Linked DNA regions of Mus musculus: region 1 is linked to region 2. The links are chromatin contacts, called in public HiChIP or PLAC-seq maps. All regions are on one chromosome and are shown on one strand. Each heading gives the region's core, a stretch centred on a gene start, on an enhancer-like site or on the middle of the called end of the contact. The rest is flanking DNA. Distances are from core to core; before and after follow the strand shown.

Region 1 (4,952 bases), core at 1,723-4,222, 88 kb before region 2:
CACCCAATAAGAATGGCCATGGGTGCTACACAAAGGGCTGAGAAGGACCCAGGGGCAGAGCAGGAAGCGTGTGCACGCCGGAAGACACGGAAGGCACCATCAGAAGTGTATCTCTTCTGACAGTAACGTTCTCTGTCTCTGCGTCCTGGCCTCTCTGAAGCCGTCTTTTACGTCCATCTTTTCCTAGCACATGACTTCTGCCAGAAGCCACCTGAACTCCACCTTCTCGTCTACCATCTTCCTCAGGACAGCCTTCCAGGCCACCCCAAGGACCACATGCTCTTCCCTGAAGCCGAAGTCCTTAACCATTGTATAGCCTCACGTTCATCACGGCCTGCCTCCTTTCAAGCCGCCTTGGGCCGACAACCTCTGCTATGATCTGGAACATGGACCAACTTTTTGTTTCTTAAAGAGGAAAAAAATTAAACAATCTTCCTCCCGCCGCCCAGGGGGCTCTGCAAATGCTGTCCACAATACTTGCACCCCCTTGCACTGTGCAAGCAAGAGCTGAAGAAAGACAACTTGGAATTGAAAAACAGAGCAAACGTCCCAAGCTGGCTCTCTGTGAGGCTGCAAGCCCAGTGTGTCAGGCAAACGTGGGAAAGGCCATGAGCTACAAAAGGACAGAGACCAGCAGAGGCAGTGGGCCCTGGTTATCCAGGCCTTCACTCCCAGTGAGTTGCGAAGCAAGTGACATCGGAAGGTGGGGTGTTAATTTAGGTGACAGTGGCGGAAGATGACCTTGTACCTTATGGGACGGTGGGAGGAGGTGAGGAACAGGCTTATGTGTATGTGTGGGGGTGGGGGAGTATATGGCCACCTATGTGCAGAGCCCGTGGAGACCAGAGCAGCATCAGATCTCCTGAACTGGATTTATAGGCAGTTGGGAGCCACCTGAAGGGAATGGGAACTGGGAGTCTCGGCTAGAGAGCTTCCCCAGCACAAATGCTGTTATGGGTGGTCTGAAACAAGATGGAGAATTGTGGTGTGACAGTATTTGCACAAGAAGTTACTTCTACTTTAATATCAAATCTCCATCAGACAGTGGGGAGTCTGTGACGTCACACTGCCCGGATTCCAGTCCTGGCTGACTGGTTTAGTAACTGTGTGACTCTTAGGCAGATAGCTTGATTTCCTTAGTGCCTCGGTTTCCTTACTGAAAAGACAAGCAGAATGATTACTTTAAAAAGCCCGATATGAGAAGGATTACATGAGTCGTCCCCTGTAAAGTGTTTACAACGGTGCCTGCACAGCGAGTGCTCAGAAAAGATGAGGCAACTGCTAACTCCTAGTTTTTGCTGCCTGCTGCCCATCAGAAGAGTTCCGTGAGAAAAATAAGCAAACTAGAAAAACCTGGGCGTGCCCAACAGCCTCTTACCAAGATGATTGAAATAAAATCCTTTACAGTATGGCATGTGGCAGTAATAAAATTTGTAGCTGTGGCAGAGGAAAATGTGATCACAAGATAAAGGGGGAGGCCCGCCTGCCGTACCTTCAAACTGTAAGTCATCCACAGCTGCCATTCAGCCAGAGGCTCTTCTCCCAAGGGTAAGGTAGAAAACGTTCCGGGGTCTAAAACAAAGAAATATGTAAGCTTAGGAAAATGGAACACTCTGCAAAAAGAATTCATAGTAAAAGAATTTTGAGAGCCAGCTGTAGTGGTAGTGCATGCCTTTAACCTCAACACTGTGGAGGCACATCTCTGTGAGTTTAAGGGTGGCCTGCCCCACATAGTGGGTCAGAAACTAAAAATGATTACTACCATCTCTTTATCTTCTGTGGCTATGGGATTCAGTTCTTTCCTTCTACCTTAGGGACCCAGAATGGGACTAGGACCATGCTTGGGGACAGCCACCTTTACCTGCTGAGCAATCCCTCCCCCCCACACACACACTTGCCTACTCTTTCAACGGGGACTGATAGTTTATATAACTATCACAGGTCATACAACTTGATATTTATATTAATATAGCTCAGGAAGAGAGTTGGTATAGAGCTGAGCAGCCTCTCGGAGTTAAAGAAGAGGAGTGAGCTGGAGAATAAGGGAACTGCACCTGGGAATAGAGTATGTGACGGGTGAGAACTGAACACAGGAGAGTCGAGAAGCACTCAGGACTCTGTGAGTGGATGTCCAGCCCAGCCTGTGATCAGGACATCTGTGAGCGGAATCCACCCAGTGCAGGGAAGAACCATCCAGAGCGACACTGGACAGCCTACAGAGGAACCGAAAGCTGGTGTGGTAGCTCATTTGAATGTTTGCCTAGCAAGTACAAAGTCCTGGGTTCAATACTCAGGACCTACAAAATCTGGTGCATGCCGGCGATCCCAGCACCTAGGAGACGGAGGCAGGAGACTGAGTAAGTTTAAGGTTATCCTAGACTATCTGGTGAGCTCGGAGACCATGAGTTAGAAGAGTGTCCTATCAACAAAAAGAGACTGGCTGCGGGGGACACTCGCTGCCGCGTGAATGTTTAGGGGCCAGATGCAGCCTGGAGATGGAAGAAAATGGAAGGGGAGCCTAGGGTTTGGGAGAGGTGGTGGGGAAAGCATTCCAGTGCAGCCGGCTTAAGGTCCCAGACAGACCTGGGTTTGAGTCCCGATTCTGTTGTTTCTCTGCTGTGTGTGCGCTCCTTGAGGCTCCCCATCTGTAAAATGGGTTCGTGAAGGTGTCTAAACCATTCTATAAGGTAGTGCGTGTAAGGAGCTTAGCGAAGAGCCAGGCAATTAGTAGCTCTTAACTGTTAGCGACCCTGCAGTCAGGGATCTAGGGATGCACAGACAGGGTTTGGGTGGTGGTGGGGGATGCTTGAGCAACAGAGGACAGGGAGGGTAGGAGATTCCCCAACTGACCCAGAAGCCCTGACGCCCTCACCTCTCAGGAAGAGGTCCAACTGTCCAGGAAAGGTTGGGGCCTGGGATGCTCTGCACTGGTAGCCGGTCAGTCCAATCCCGGAAGCCGGAGATCCGGGGGAGGGTGTTAGATTTCTCCGCCTCCTCCGGGCAGAGCACCGCCTCCTCTCTTAAAGCAAACGCGGTCACCCAGCGAAGACTCGGAAAACGCGGAAGACACCGGAGCGCCAAGTAACTCGGTGCTGAGTCCCGCCCTCTCGGTGGTCTTAAAGAGACAGGCGAAGTGGGGCGAATTCTCAGGAGTTCGGGAGTGTTTTACTCATTGTTTATACGTTTTACTTATGCAAAGAGAAAAATGAAAAAGAAAAAGAAAATAGGTCACCAGTTCCTGGTTTCTCTGGCCATGAAAACTTAACCAGCGAGGAAGGCACCATAGCAGATGGCTTGTGAATCAAAGAAGTTCTTTTGTCACTGTTCACAGAGGGCTGGCCCCTCAGCTGTACCACCTAGGTGTCTGACAGTCACCTCGAAAACAGCAGGACTTAACAACATTGGCATAGTCTGGCAAGCGACCTTGTGGTTTGCTTCCTACCTGGACCTCCAGGCTTGGAAAACTGTCTCCCCCTGCCCATAGGGGATGCTATCGTCTCCTCTGGGACTCCTGTTGCTCTGCTAATCCCCTGGGCTTCACCCTGCTTTGGCAATGCTTGCCTGAATTCTGTTTGCTTATCTTTGCCAGCCTGTGAACACTGAGAACAAAAAGATCCGGAATGGTTCTAGTCTCCGGGTGGCCAGTACCAGCCAAGGCAGTAGCATACAATTACTGTTCACAGTATTCTATCACGGACTGAAAGGGTCCCTAGACAGTTTTTGCTGTCTGGGAGGGAGCAGTGTAAACAGCAGACACTTGATTCACAGCTCATACAAGGAGACCAGTGTCTTTAGCTTCACCTGCAGGGTACTTCCAATTTGACTTCTAACATACTCTGAATATCAGTCATGATTGATAATGTTTTTTTTTCTTTTTAAAAAAAGAGTTGCTTATTTATTTTATGTATGTGAGTATGCCACTGTCTTCAGACACACCCCAGAAGAGGGCATTAGATCCCATTACAGATGGTTGTGAGCCACCATGTGGTTGCTGGGAATTGAACTCTGGATCTCTGGAAGAGCAGTCAGTGCTCCACTGAGCCGTCTCTCCAGATAATGTTTTCCTAACTGGCAAGCTGTCAGGTGTAATAACACACATTAGTTAATATAATTCATATGGAGGGGCTTTGTCTATGCAGGACCTCCAACTCTCAGAACAATGCTGCAAACCCGAGGGGGGCGCCCTTATTATATAAGGGGGTAACTGGGCTCAGAGTGCATGTGGAGCACTGTTGTTGAATGTCCGGAATGAACATCAGCTTATGAACTCAGACGTGCAAGCATGCCCAACACCTCTTCTGTCTCACATTCGCTCATTTGCTGCTAACCTCACCCCCACTGATCTTACTCCAGCTACAGACCCTGAGAAAAGGCCACCCCAAATGCTCGCTATGGGCTCCTCATCTTCTTCATGACCAAAGCAACTTGGCAGGGAAAGAGTTGACGTGGCTTACACGTCCCAGTCCTAGTTCATCACTGAGGGAAGTCAGGGCACAACTGTGGAGGAATGCTGCTTACTGGCTTGCCTTCTCACACCACCCGGTACCACCTGCCCAGGGGTGACACAACCCATAGTGGGCTGGGTCCCACCACATCAATCATCAATCAAGAAAATGCCCCACGGACTTGCCTACGGGCAATCTGATAGGGGCAAATGCTCACTTGAGAGTCTCTCCTGGGGGGGCTTAACCCAATGATGGGGTTCCAGGCACACATAACCATACCTAGCCCTTTATGTGGGTGCTGGAGATTCGCACTCGGGTCCCCATGCTATGACCCACAAGTCATCCCCTCAGCCCCAGTACCCAGCCTTTGGAACCAGTGCACCCGAGTCAGAAAGCAGCGGCAGCCCCATGGCTGGTGATACAATGGGTGGGACATGGGGGGAGGGGCAGGCTGGCAGCATCACAATTCCTAAAGACTCTGAGAAGAGATGCACATCGAAGACAAGG
Region 2 (5,371 bases), core at 175-2,674:
CAAGTTAGTTGTTTTTAATCTACTAGGTATCAAGTCCTGTCTAGGCTTATACTCTCTTTACTAGAAAAGAGAAGGGCTGGCGAGATATCTCAGTGGGTTAGAGCACTGCCTGCTCTTCTGAAGGTCCTGAGTTCAAATCCCACAACCACCTGTAATGAGATCTGATGCCCTCTTCTGGTGCGTCTGAAGTCAGCTACAGTATACTTATGTAGGAAGTGCAGCAGAAATCAGATGGTATGAAAGGGGAAAGTGGATTGATGGAATAGAGAGGGTTAAAATTAGTGAGAAATGTGTTAACATCCTAGAGAAGAAAGTACGAGGAAGATTGATAATATAAATAAATCTTTGGGCTAGAACAAGCAGGGACTGAGCGAACGGAGTTGATCAGAGCAAATGGGGCCGACCAGAATGAGCAGAGATGACCACAGTGAGCAGAGGTCCTAAAAATTCAATTCCCAACAACCACATGAAGGCTCACAACCATCTGTACAACTACAGTGTACTCACATACATAAAACGAACAAATAAATCTTAAAAAAAAAAAAAAAAAAGAAAAGAGAAATTACAGTCAAGAGTTCCTGAGATGACTTGACTGGGCAGGAGTGCCTGTGTGCTGGACTGAAGATATGAGTTTGAGCCCTGGATCCCACAAAGTGACAGATAGAACTGATTCCTGTGAGCTGTGTTTTGACCTTCACATGTTTACCGTGGTGTAAACATGCCTGCACTCACACACTTATAAACAATAAACAGTAAACAAATGAGCTGTAGAGAGAATATCTTAAGTATTATATGGATGCATCACCTGTCAATTAAAAAACCTACGGCCGATAGGAACAGGTAGAATAGATGGTGGGACATCCGGATGGCAGGAAGGATTCTGGGATAGAGCCAGGCATATGAGATCTGCCTGAGGAAGATAACTGAGAATAAGTGGGGGTAATTTAAGTTATGATCTAATAAGAGAAAAGCCTAGCTATATAGCAAGGTATTTGAAAATGTATTTTGAGTCTGAGTCTTATTGCTGGGAGGTGAAACTTCTGCATAAGCAAATAAACAAATAGTCCCAGGCCTATCCTGATATCAGGGTGATGGCACCAGACTTAGTGTGTGCCTCTGTAGCTGACCTCAGGTCAGCTCCTGCTCTGACAGTTTCCTTTCTTCCAAATTTCAAAGATGATTATTCAGGGCCAGATGGATCAGTTCTAGGCTGAGAATCAGAAAATCCAGTCTAGACCTTCTTTCTTCTACTCAGTAAATCTTTCCCTTGCTGCCTTGGTCTCCTTATCTGTAAAATGTAGTTAACAATGGACTCCTGATTGTGAGTGGGAGTGCAAGCCTACCCCAGATATTACAATTATGAATCCTAGAGCATGGTAACAACTATTTATTTTATAAATGGGGAAGCTGAGGTTCACTGTGGTTGTCAGCCTTGTGTCGAGGTGACTCAGATATGGCGCCCAGATGTGGTCAAACACCAGCCTACATGCTGCTTTGAAAATGTGTTGTTGTTTTCTAAGGATCAAATTCAGGGCCTCATATATAAAGCAAACACTTACCCTGAGCTACATATCTAGCACCAGTTTTTTCTTTTGATTATAATTACATTTCCCACTTCTTTCTCCCTCCAAACTCTCCCATGTGTGTCTCTTTGTTCTCTTTCAAATTTATGGCCTCTTTTTAAAAATTGTGTTTTTATATATTTTTAATATATCTTTTATATATATTTATGTGTATATATTATACATATATATTCCAAAATATCAGCTCCTTTTTAAAATATGAGCTTAACATTGAAATTAGTAAATGTTGATTAAAACAGATTTCCCATCAAAATATGCATATCATGCAAACAGCTTTGAGAGAAAAGACAAAGACCACGTGAAGAAGGGAGACTTGTAGCCTGTTGGCCCGCCACAAATGCTTCAGACTTGCCAGCCCCTGTATTGGCACAGGCCAGTTCACTAAAAGAAGTCTCTCAGACAGGTACTGCTAGAGAAGATGGATGGAGTGATGTGATGGATAAATGGATGGATGGACAGACAGATGGTCGATGGACAGAAATACACACAGAGAAACACCTGTTCTGCTTCTCTGGGGGAACCTGGCCAGCACAGTCATCCCTTTACAATTATTGGGCACCTAGAGCAGGCCCAGGTAGGCAGAGCAAATGAGACAATTTCTGCCCTCAAGTAACTGCTTTCTGCCTGATTTTATTCTTACCTTTGGCATCTGTTCTTCCAGTCACATAGTCACATTGTCACATCGTCCTCTTAATTAAGAAAAAGCAGACAAGTGACTTTCCACCTCCTGCTGAGTGTAGCCAATACTATGATGTCTGCATGCTTTGGGAAGTGTGAGTCCACAGCAAGATGTTCAAATGGGTAATCAAAAGCTGTGAGGCGAGGATGTTTCCCAAGTGATAACGATGCCCAAGTGGGTTTGAAGGAAGCATATGAGCTAGCAAGTCTCAGAGGACAGAGGCCAGGCCTTTAGGGTTCTCTGGAGCATGCAAACTAGTGACAGTACTTCCACACGTGGAGTTCAGGGGAGCTGTGGGTGAGCAGAGATGTCGGAGTGGAGAGTTGTGTGATAAAGCTAGAGCCGTCACCGAGGACCGATTCCGGGAGATCGTAGAGTACTGAGGAACTTAGCCTGGCAGGGATCCATGCTTCAGAAAGGAGCCTCCAAGGCTGATGTGGAGGGCAGGCCATAGGAGAGCCATGTGAGACGTGAGGTGAGGCAGAGGGATGTGGAATAGAACGTGCTCTTTCACTCGTGTTGTGTTGCTGAAGCACCTACTACCAGGCAGGCTCTCTGCTTCGTGATGAAGAGCTAGAATAGACAGACAAGCTGGGCTGGTGGCACACGCCTTTAATTCCAGCACTTGGGAGGCAGAGGCAGGCAGATTTCTGAGTTTGAGGCCAGCCTGGTCTCCAAAGTGAGTTCCAGGACAGCCAGAGCTACACAGAGAAACCCTGTCTCAAAAAAACAAGCAAACAAAACAAAACAAAACAAAAAACAAACAAAAAAAAAAAAACCCAGAATAGACAGAGAGCATAGCTGGGGGCTGGGGGGAAGTAGTGACGGAGCTGAGAGAAATTAGTGCCGGTCAGTGATGAGTCAGAGGTGAGAATAAAATCAGACTTCTGCAGTTACCCTCATATTCCAAAAGGAAGAAAGGAATTCCTCAAATAGATGACTACCGATGGGGCCCTAGAGGGTGGCAGTATCTAGAGGGAGGCAGAGAATGAAGGGTTTAGTGAGAAGAGATGGTCAAACAGGAAGACAGAACAGTGTGCCATTATGGGAACTAAGGAAAACAAGAATGACCAAGAAAGCTTCTGAGCAGAAAAGGCACAGGAGACAGACACGGGCAACTTGACTGGAAGTAGAGAAGGCAGTCAGGAAAACCTGATGTGTGGGGGCTGATTGTCAAAAAAGACTGAGGCATGACCCATGCTGGTATGCTATGAGGAACAAGCCCAAGAAGAAAACAGTCTGTGGCCTCAGAGATCCAGTCACCCCTGTCCTTACCTTGCAGGACAGTAGTGGCCGGGCCAGCTCAACCATCATAGCTCACAAGAGGAAGCCAGTGTCCAACTCTGCTTCCAGACTTGTTGAGGTGGCTAAAAACTGACCCCACAAGGAACAGCCAAGGCTATGGGACAGCTTGAGATGCCTCTTGGGAGACTATCCCCAGGTTGTAAAGGAAGGCTTTCCTGAAACCAAGGGAACAAATACCTTTTCTGGATCTAGACTGACCTGAAAAAAATCTGAAAATCTGGTAGAATCAGCTTTGCAGAGCCTCCGCTGTCAGGAAGGAGCCAGTCCCTCATTCTTAGAAGCATGCAGACTCAGTGGCTTTTACGTAGGGCTGGTGTGCAGGAAATGTAGTCTTTAGCTGGTGTGTGTGTGTGTGTGTGTGTGTGTGTGTGTGTGTGTGTGTGTGTGTGTGTAATCGGTGATCTTAAGCAGAAGGCGGGGTAGATGAGCCACCTCGAGGCAGACAAGGGATGGGCCAGCTCTTCCAGGCATTGTAGCCAGTAAGGGGTGGGGCCAGCTTTCCAGAACCAGAGCCAGCTCTCTGATGCTGCCCAGGCAAGAGGCAGTGCCAGCTCTCCAGGGTGTGGTGGTGGATGAGAGGCGGGGCCTGCTCAGCACAGTGCTGTGACATCAACATGGCCTCAGGAATAGTCCAGACCAGGACATCCACATGACCTTTGGTGGTAACATGGGCCTGGGACATCAACACATACCCCAGCTGTGATAGGACCAAGGACCCAGACATGGCCCCTGGTGGAAGCATGGGCCGTGTTCATTCCAGTGGCAGCAGACCAGTTTGCCTCCCCCCAATTCCCTCAGCATCAACACGCCCACAGAACATCAACATGGTCTCAGGCAGCAGCCCAGACCACTGACATCCAGATGGCCTTAGGTGGCAACACAGTCCATAGATATCAGCATAGGCCCCAACTGAGGTAGGACCACGGACTGGACATGGCCCTTGGCAGCAGCTTGGATGCACACATCACCATGGTGATTGTGCCAGCAATTCATAGTTGCCTGCTCCTCACCCCTGTTGCTTCTCCAGTTCTGCCTCTTTCCACAGTGTGTGAACCATTCAGCTTCGCTTGCCATCTCTCCAACAAATGCTCCAGCTGACCCATCTCACCGCCATCAAAGTTGCTCCTCAAAGTGGCGCTGGCCAGGCTGGCCACAGGGCCCGGATGAGTGCTCGGGTGTCTTTCTTCTGGCTACTCAAAAGCTGAAGGGGCCAGGCAGGCCTGCTGGTAATTCTTTTAATGTCTCATTTTCTTAATCTGTATGTTTGTGTGTGTGTGTGTGTGTGTGTGTGTGTGTGTGTGTACCTGTACACTCACACACTATTATATACATGCATAGTCTCACACTCTCAAACTGTGGAGACCAAAGGACAATGAGTTTGTATCGTTCTCTCGTTGTACCGTGCGAGATCTAGAGATCGAACTTAGATCTTCAGACTGGGCAACAAGCACCTTTGCCCCACTGAGCCTTCTAGCCAGCCTCACATTCATTGAGGTAGGGTACTGCTTGTGTTCACGTAAGTACTAGCCTACTTAATAGTGGCCCCACCAGGCTTGGTGGCACGTGTCTATAATCCCTGTATTTGTGAGCATGAGCCAGGAAGATTGTGAGTTCAAGGCCAGACAGAGCCACATAGCAAGATTCTATCTCAAAAGAAAGAAGGAAAGCAACCTAGTTCCCAAATAAAAGTCATGAAGCCAGCAGCTTCATTTTTTAGTATATTGTTATAATTTGCCATTAGTTATTTTTATTATATGTTTTTAACTTTTTGAGACAGAATCTCCTCCTTCCGCACCCACCCCCA

The links. HiChIP or PLAC-seq counts read pairs in DNA pulled down with a chosen protein or histone mark.
Region 1: an H3K4me3 HiChIP or PLAC-seq map of bone marrow-derived macrophages shows a contact between it and region 2, with 2.5 times the contacts expected there. The contact joins the promoter of Yipf1 here to the enhancer-like site in region 2. A contact is called at or near these places in 3 of 39 promoter capture datasets (frontonasal cranial neural crest, liver and macrophages), 5 of 484 Hi-C or Micro-C datasets (the AML12 cell line, the CH12 cell line, embryonic stem cells and 2 more), 11 of 115 datasets of contacts at active chromatin or transcription factors (the 230-238 cell line, the SCID.adh cell line, bone marrow-derived macrophages and 6 more) and 3 of 9 other capture datasets (adipose tissue, liver and pancreatic islet).

What each region holds. Positions count from the first base shown.
Region 1 is chr4:107,312,383-107,317,334 of GRCm38.p6, reverse strand. Yipf1 (Yip1 domain family, member 1) reads right to left here and starts at 2,972. Exons shown (of 10, transcript NM_145550.3): 1 at 2,873-2,972; 2 at 1,493-1,572. The coding sequence starts at 1,523.
Region 2 is chr4:107,222,539-107,227,909 of GRCm38.p6, reverse strand. No RefSeq gene overlaps it. Among named protein-coding and RNA genes, the nearest start is that of Ldlrad1, 16 kb to the right of the region's middle. Within about 2 kb of position 1,424, at least 6 of the 459 cell types and tissues checked have an H3K27ac peak or open chromatin away from gene starts, as enhancers often do. A contact at or near this core is called in bone marrow-derived macrophages, where this site is marked.